Linked DNA regions of Sus scrofa: region 1 is linked to region 2. A link is a contact called in public HiChIP or PLAC-seq data. All regions are on one chromosome and are shown on one strand. The core of a region is the stretch at or near the end of the contact, and the rest is flanking DNA. Distances in the headings are between cores, read along the strand shown.

Region 1 (3,885 bases), core at 793-3,292, 230 kb before region 2:
GTGAGCTGTGGTTGTAGGTGGCAAACACGGCTCAGATCCCCAGTTGCTGTGGCTATGGTGTAAGTCAGTGGCTACAGCTCCAATTTGACCCCTAGCTTGAGAACCTCAATATGCCATGGGTATGGCCCTAAAAAGACAAAATAAACAAAAAACCATAATAATTTCAAATTAAAAAACCCCCAATAACCTTATATGTACTAATCAAAAATCCGATCCAAGACCCTAAAGAAATCTGAATAAAATCTGGTGAATTGTATCAATACCCTAGTTGAGGAGTTCCCATTGTGGCTCAGCGGTAACAAACCCAACTACTATCCATTAAGATTCAGGTTCAATACCTGGCCCTGATCAGTGGGTTAAGGATCTGGTGGTCCCATAAGCTGTGGTGTAGGTCACAGATGCAGCTTGGACCTGGCATTGCTGTGGCTGTGCTTTAGGCTGGCAGCTGCAGCTCCAAAATGGCCCCTAGCTTGGGAATGTTCATATGCCATGGGTGTGGCCACAAAAATAAATTTAAAAAAAAATCCTGATTGATATCACAACATTGTAAATCAACTATACTTCAGAAAATCTAAGACCCTGAAATAGGCAATGAATTTTTTTACTACAGACACAAAAGACAAAACATAAAATTTGAAAAGTAATAAATTTAACATCAGGAGTCCTCAGGCTACCGTCCAGGCGGTTTAGGCCAGCTTGGCACCTAGATGAGTACTAGATGAGTCTCTTTCTCTCTGGTTATTTTTGCGCTGTGTTAATAACAAGCATGTTGAAATGACCCCTGGCTGAAGCTCCTGAGTTCTACATTGTTTGAGATAAAGCGCTCCAGCCTAGCTTGCCGAAGTTGTCTGCGTTGGATTGGGTCTCAATCCCACCTAACAAAAGTGAATTTGCCTTAAAAAAAAAATCCTGATTGATATTACACTGTAGTTTTGTAAAATGTTACCACTAGGAAAAATACTGTACAAGAAATTTCTCTATCATTTCTTATAGCCTCATGAGAATCTAAAATAATCTCAGCAAGATTTTTAAACAAACACATCTAGGAGTTCCTGTCCATGGCTCAGTGTTTAAAGAATCTGACTAGCACCCATGAGGACACAGGTTCGATCTCTGGCTTCATTCAGTGCGTTAAGGATCCGGCATTGCCATGAGCTGTGGTGTAGGTTGCATACATGGCTCAGAACCCAAGTTGCTGTTGCTGTGGCTTAATCTGGCGGCTATAGCTCCAATTCAACTCCTTGCCTGGGAACCTCCATATACCACAGGAGGGGCCCAGAGAAAAAAAGAAAAGAAAAGAAAGAACAATCAATCAGAAGCCAGACCTAGTCTGAGAGCTTTGCTCTTCAATCAGAGACCGGTACCCCAGGCTTACAGACCATACCTGGCCTGAGGCTCCTAAGTTCTTTTTGTTTTGCTTTTGTTTTTTTTTTTTTGCTTTAGAGGGCCATACTCATGGCATATGGAGATTCCCAGGCTAGGGGTCTAATTGGAGTTACAGCTGCCCACCTAGGCCATAGCCACAGCAGCGCAGGATCTGAGCCGAGTCTGCGACCTACACCACAGCTCATGGCAACATCAGATCCTTAACCCTGAGTGAGGACAAGGATCAAACCCACAACCTCATGGTTCCTAATAGGATTTGCTTCCACTGCGCCACAACAGGAACTCCCAGCTCCTAAGTTTAAGAACACTTTAAGGATGGATGAAAAGGAGGAAGTTAGGAAGAAAAAAAATCCACAAAGAATAGTCAGCAGAGACTGCAAAACCTAAAAATACTTACTACCTGGATTTTGGAAGAAAAAGTTTAGGGATTCCTGATCCAGAGTTGATTTATGTTTCACACTGCCTGTGGCATTATCATATTTGATCTCCCTTACACAGTTGCTTCTCTTTTTGGCCGCACTTGTGGCATGTGGAAGTTTCCAGGCCAGGGATCAAACCTGCACCACAGCAGCAGCAACACGGGATCCCTAACCTTCTGTGCCATGAGAGAACTTCCTACACAGTTACTTCTTTTTTTTCTTGGGTCTTTTTAGGGCCACACCCGTGGCAGATGGAAGTTCCCAGGCCAGGGGCTGAGTCAGAGCTGTAGCTGACAGGCTATGCCACAGCCACAGCAACTCAAAATCCAAGCTGCATCTGCGACCTACACCACAACTCACAGGAACGCCGGATGCTTAACCCACTGAGCTAGGCCACGGATTGAACTCCCATCCGCATGGCTCCTAGTCAGGTTCAAAACCACTGAAACACGATGGCAACTCCACAGTTACTTCTTGCACCAGGTCTTCATTTTCAGTTGTTACTCCATAAATATTTGCAAATATGCAAAATGTGCTTATATGTAGACAGTGTAATATTAGACACAAAAAGTAATGAAGTTCTGACACACACTACAACATGGATGAACCTTGAAAACATTATACTAAGTGAAAGAAGCCAACACAAAATGTCACGTTACATGATCCACTTACACGAGGTACCAAAATATGCAAATACACAGAGGCAGAAAATACAGCAGAGGTTTCTCAGAGGCTAGAGAAAGGAAAATGAGGAATTACTGTTTTTTTGGTTTGGGCCAGGGATTGAACCTGCACCAAAGCAGCAACCTGAACTGCTACAGTGATAACACTGGATCCTTAACCTGTTTGTGCCACAAGGGAACTCTGGGGATTTATCATTTAATGGTGGTGGCTTAACAACACTGTGAATATAATTAATGCCACTATATCAAACACTTTAAAATGGATAAAACAATTAAAAGAATTAACAAGGTAATATGCTAAAAACATCTAATCACATCCTCAAGTGGGTGAATTGTACTAGATGTGAAATGTATCTCAATAAAGCTGTTAAAGAAAAAGACATGAAGAAAGAGATTAAAAGGATCCAAGAGAGGAAGAATTCTTTTGTGGATCAGTGGGTGAGAGGACAAAGGTGTGATCCTTGACCTTGCTTAGAGGATTAAGGATTCTGCGCTGCTGTAAACTGTGGGGTAGGGCAGCAGCTGCAACTCCAATTAAACCCCTAGCCTGGGAACTTCCTTATGCTTCAGGTGCAGCCCTAAAAAGGAAAAAAAATAAAAAAAGAAAGAAAGAAAAATGAAAGTAATTCAAAAACTTTCTGAAGATGTGAATCTACATGTTGAAAGAGCATATTACAAATCTGAGAATACTGGACAAAAGATGACTAATACCAGGATGTAAACTAGCAAAATGATCAAACTTATCATTCACACATACAGACACAAAAGAACTAAATTAATAAGGGAAAGAAAATTAGAGCACCATCAAACTATGGAGTTCCCTTGGGAGTTCCCATCGTGGCTCTGTGGTTAACGAATCCGACTAGGAACCATGAGGTTGCAGGTTTGGTCCCTGCCCTTGCTCAGTGGGTTAACAATCCGGTGTTGCCGTGAGCTGTGGTGTAGGTCATAGATGCGGCTCAGATCCTGCGTTGCTGTGGCTCTGGCACAGGCTGGCAGCTACAGCTCCAATTGGACTCCTAGCCTGGGAACCTCCATATGCCATGGGAGCGGCCCAAGAAATGGCAAAAAGACAAAAACAAAAACAAAAACAAAAAACTATGGAGTTCCCATAGTGGGTCAGTGGTTAACAAACCCAACTAGCATCCACGAGGATGTGGGTTAGATCCTTGGCCTCGCTCAGTGAGTTAAGGATCCGGCATTGCCGTGAGCTGTGGTATAGGCCACAGACGTGGCTCCAGTCTGGCACTGCTGTGGCTGTGGTGTAGGCTAGCGGCTACAGTTCCAGTTCAAGCCCTAGCCTAGGAACCTCCGTATGCTGCTGGTGCGGCCCTAAAAAAACATAAATAAATAAATAAATTCAACAAAAAATAATGTTAACCTAATAAAGATTTCAT
Region 2 (3,808 bases), core at 634-3,133:
GGGCTGGTAAGGTCAGAAGGCCAGCTCTTCCCAGAGGAAGGAGGAGGCGATGGACAGTGGTTAAGAACAGAGAGGCTGGAGGGCCACCCAGGTACACATCTAGGCTGAAGGCGTCCCTTCCTGACTGAAATAGGTGAACTTACCAGTGTATCACCTGTAAAATGGGGGCTCTAGTAGGTTCTAACCCTCACTTCATAGGATTGCTATAAGAATTGGTTTACTGGAGTTCCCGTCGTGGTGCAGTGGTTAACGAATCCGACTAGGAACCATGAGGTTGCGGGTTCGGTCCCTGCCCTTGCTCAGTGGGTTAAGGATCCGGCATTGCCATGAGCTGTGATGTAGGTTGCAGACGTGGCTCGGATCCCTCGTTGCTGTGGCTCTGGCATAGGCTGGTGGCTACAGCTCCGATTTGACCCCTAGCCTGGGAACCTCCATATGCCGCGGGAGCGGCCCAAGAAATAGCAACAACAACAACAAAAATTAAAAAAAAAAAAAAAAGAATTGGTTTATTACACAGTTGAAGGTTTTTAGGTCAGTGCTTTGTACATAGTTAAGTGCTGATAAAGTAGCTTTGGAACCCAGTGGCTGCTGCTGCATTCTACTCTTTTGCATTCATTTAAGCGATTGCATTTAGAGATGTCTGAGAGAAAGAAATTCCAAACTGAGGATTTGGTCTTGCTAAAAATGGGGAATGCATTTAGGTGGACTTAAATGTCTCCAGTTTAGGGGCCTGAGTGGAGCACTTGACTGCATTTATTGAGGGAGACTGGAGTCTGTCTCTGGCAGGGGGGTCTGTGAAATAAGTCTGTGTGTGTTCCACTCTGGAGACCTGTGTCCACCTTAGAGCAGTGGTTTCTGAACGTGGCTGTGCCTCAGAATTTCCTGGACACTCTTTAAGTAATGTGGACTCTTGGGTGCAATTCTAGAACCACCGAATCAGTCTGTGTGCTGTGTCCAAGAACCTGCATTTTTTTTTTTTTTTTTTTAGGGCTGCACTTGCGGCACATGGAAGTTCCCAGGCCAGGCGTTGGATCGGAGCCACAGCTGCCAGCCTACACCACAGCTCACAGCCATGCCGGGTCCCCGACCCACTGAGTGAGGCCAGGGATCGAACCTGAATCCTCGTGGATACGAGTCGGGCTCGTTTCCGCTGCACCACAACAGGAACTCCCCAGGAACCTACATTTAAACTTACCCTGGGCATGGTGGCATGGCTGGCATGGTGCTGTCTGCATTTGGGATTTGGGAAGCACTATGTTGAGTGTTCCCTGCTCCCGTCCTCAGTTCCGGGATTTTGTGACTTCACAGCAACGCCAGATCTGAAGTTTATTCCGAGCTCAGTGGACTGAGTAACATTCTGACAAAAGTCTATCCTTTTCGTGGAGGAAATTAGATTCCTTAAAGTTAAAGGCCAAAACTGAAAATAGCTATGGGGTTATTATTGTCAGCAAATTTGTTTTGTTTGTTTGTTTAGGGCCCCACCAGCAGCATATGGAGGTTCCCAGGCCAGGGGTCTAATCAGAGCTACAGCTGCCGGCCTATGCCACAGCCACAGCAACACCAGATCAGAGCTGTCTCTACAGCTCACGGCAGCATAAATTTGTTTTTGTTTTGTTGGTTTTCCTTTTTATTTTGCAGGTGTGTAAGGCAGACGAGAAGTTTAATCAGCTGGTCCATTTTCTTCGAAATCACAAGCAGGAGAAACACCTGGTCTTCTTCAGGTAATCCTTCTGGACTGTGTAGGCAAGTCTGGGGTTCAGCCACACCCAGGATGTGCACACGTGTGTAGCCACCCTCAGGTTTGAAGTTCCCTTTAGATTGTTTCTCTCTTAGGAGAACCATAGCATTTGGCTGCAAATAACTGAAAACGCCGTTTCCGCAGCTCAAGCAGGAGGGGTTTATTTTTCTCCTGTAAGAGGAAGTCCAGAGGAAGGCAGTTCCTGACACTGGTTTCTGTCTCAGCAACGTCAAGGCCAGTAGTGTGTCTGCAACTGTCTTGGCCTTTCCTTCCTGTAGGTCACCCCCTAGTTTCAAGTTGCCACTGTGACCCCTTTGTCACATCTGCACTGAAAGCAGATAAAAGAGGACAGGGAGGGGGAGGGGCTAGGGCAGCATTTGCCATCTCAGACCCTTTTATTTATTTATTTTTTTTATTTTTTATTTTTTTGTCTTTTTGCCATTTCTTGGGCCGCTCCTGCGGCATATGGGAGGTTCCCAGGCTAGGGGTCTAATCACAGCTGTAGCCGCCAGCCTACACCAGAGCCACAGCAACGCCAGATCTGAGCCGCGTCTGCGACCTGCACCACAGCTCACAGCAACGCTGGATCCTTAACCCACTGAGCAAGGGCAGGGATCGAACCCGCAACCTCATGGTTCCTAGTCGGATTCATTAACCACTGCGCCACGATGGGAACTCCCTCAGACCCTTTTAATCAGAAAAGCAGAAGGCTTTCTTAGAACTGCCCCCCATCCCCACTGACTTCCACTTTCATTGCATGGGCCAAAGGTGGGTCACTCAGCAGTGCCTGACTTGGAGTGGTGGGGAAAATGAGTGGGTCGTTGTCCCAGCCTCTGTAGCAGAGGGAGGTGAAGGAGGAAGGGGGTGGGATGGCGTTTTATAAGGCAGCCTAGAGTCTGCCACACTCCGTCCTGTTGTCCGAGTACAAGGTAGGAGGTGTGTACTCTTTGGGCTGTTTTTTCCTCCTACACATATACCCATGGTATCATTTTTTTTTGGGCAGTGCCAAAAGACTTGTATGTTTCTTTTCCGTCATCATTTCACCAATAGTATGCATGTAGCTGTACAGGCCCATAGTTAGAAATATAACCTGGTACACACACACACACCCAACTGAAAGATTTCACAAAACTGTACTTGGCTAGGCGGGCACATTCTGATGCTTTCTATTCTGTTGTATTCAAAATGATTGTTTAATAATGCTGGTCCAGACCCATTAAATTGATCTCAGGAACCACTAGATTGCTTTCAGGATCCGTGGATTGTGACTCTCAGTGTGTAAAACTGCTTCCTTATGTACTGGTGGTGCAAATAGCAAGGAACCTGGTAGCAGTCCCTTAGCACAGGTGTTTAGACAAGAGCTGGCCCACACTGGCACCTGAGCCCGGCAGAGTGGGAAGAACATCGGGGATGGAGTCAGACCTTCCCTCTGGCTCTGCCATGTGCTCCTCTTGCCCCTCTGTAAGCCCAGTTCCTTCATCTGCAAAACCACGTGACATCCCTCTGGAATCCCTCAGATAAAAAATGGGGGGGAGGATTGGGGTGAACTTTATTAGAAGACTGCTATGTATGGATTCAGAGAGGAAGTTGGGTGTCTGTGCTCTAGGGAAGATTGGATCCAGGGTCCCTGGAAAGCTCCATGGCCATCTCTTGAGGGGTGATCCTGCTCCAGCCCCTGCCGGCCTCTACTCTTCAAGTCCAAATATCTTGGGAGAGAGGACCTGATTTCTCTAACTTGGGTTACCTGCTGAGCCCTGGGGAACCACACTAGAGAAGCAGTTCCCTGAAGGAACTGTACTTCAGATGTTGCTGTACTTGCTATGAGGGACTACTTCACTTTACTTAGCTTCCTAGGGGCCAGGGACAGCCCCTTGCTAGGATAGCCTTAGTGGGAATACATGGTATGGGTGTTCACTCTTGCTTAAGGGATATTGTCAAAGGATTGGCCATTCACTGGCCAAGAGCTTAGTGGTGGAGGACCTGTGCAGCAATTCTCCTCTGCATTCCCCCGAGAGGACTGGGGTGGGGGTGGGGGTCTCTCTCTCGCCAGCTGTAGAGGGACCCAGGCAG

What was found. HiChIP or PLAC-seq counts read pairs in DNA pulled down with a chosen protein or histone mark.
Region 1: a contact with region 2 is called in an H3K27ac HiChIP or PLAC-seq map of alveolar macrophages. The contact joins two enhancer-like sites. A contact is called at or near these places in 2 of 47 Hi-C or Micro-C datasets (both in embryonic fibroblasts) and 1 of 2 datasets of contacts at active chromatin or transcription factors (alveolar macrophages).

The regions. Positions count from the first base shown.
Region 1 is chr14:29,604,683-29,608,567 of Sscrofa11.1, reverse strand. The region is part of intron 27 of SBNO1 (protein strawberry notch homolog 1); the gene reads right to left. Among named protein-coding and RNA genes, the nearest start is that of CDK2AP1, 24 kb to the left of the region's middle. Within about 2 kb of position 2,042, at least 4 of the 83 cell types and tissues checked have an H3K27ac peak or open chromatin away from gene starts, as enhancers often do. A contact at or near this core is called in alveolar macrophages, where this site is marked.
Region 2 is chr14:29,372,791-29,376,598 of Sscrofa11.1, reverse strand. DDX55 (ATP-dependent RNA helicase DDX55) reads left to right here. Exons shown (of 13, transcript XM_003359086.4): 8 at 1,639-1,721. Among named protein-coding and RNA genes, the nearest start is that of DDX55, 14 kb to the left of the region's middle. Within about 2 kb of position 1,883, at least 21 of the 83 cell types and tissues checked have an H3K27ac peak or open chromatin away from gene starts, as enhancers often do. A contact at or near this core is called in alveolar macrophages, where this site is marked.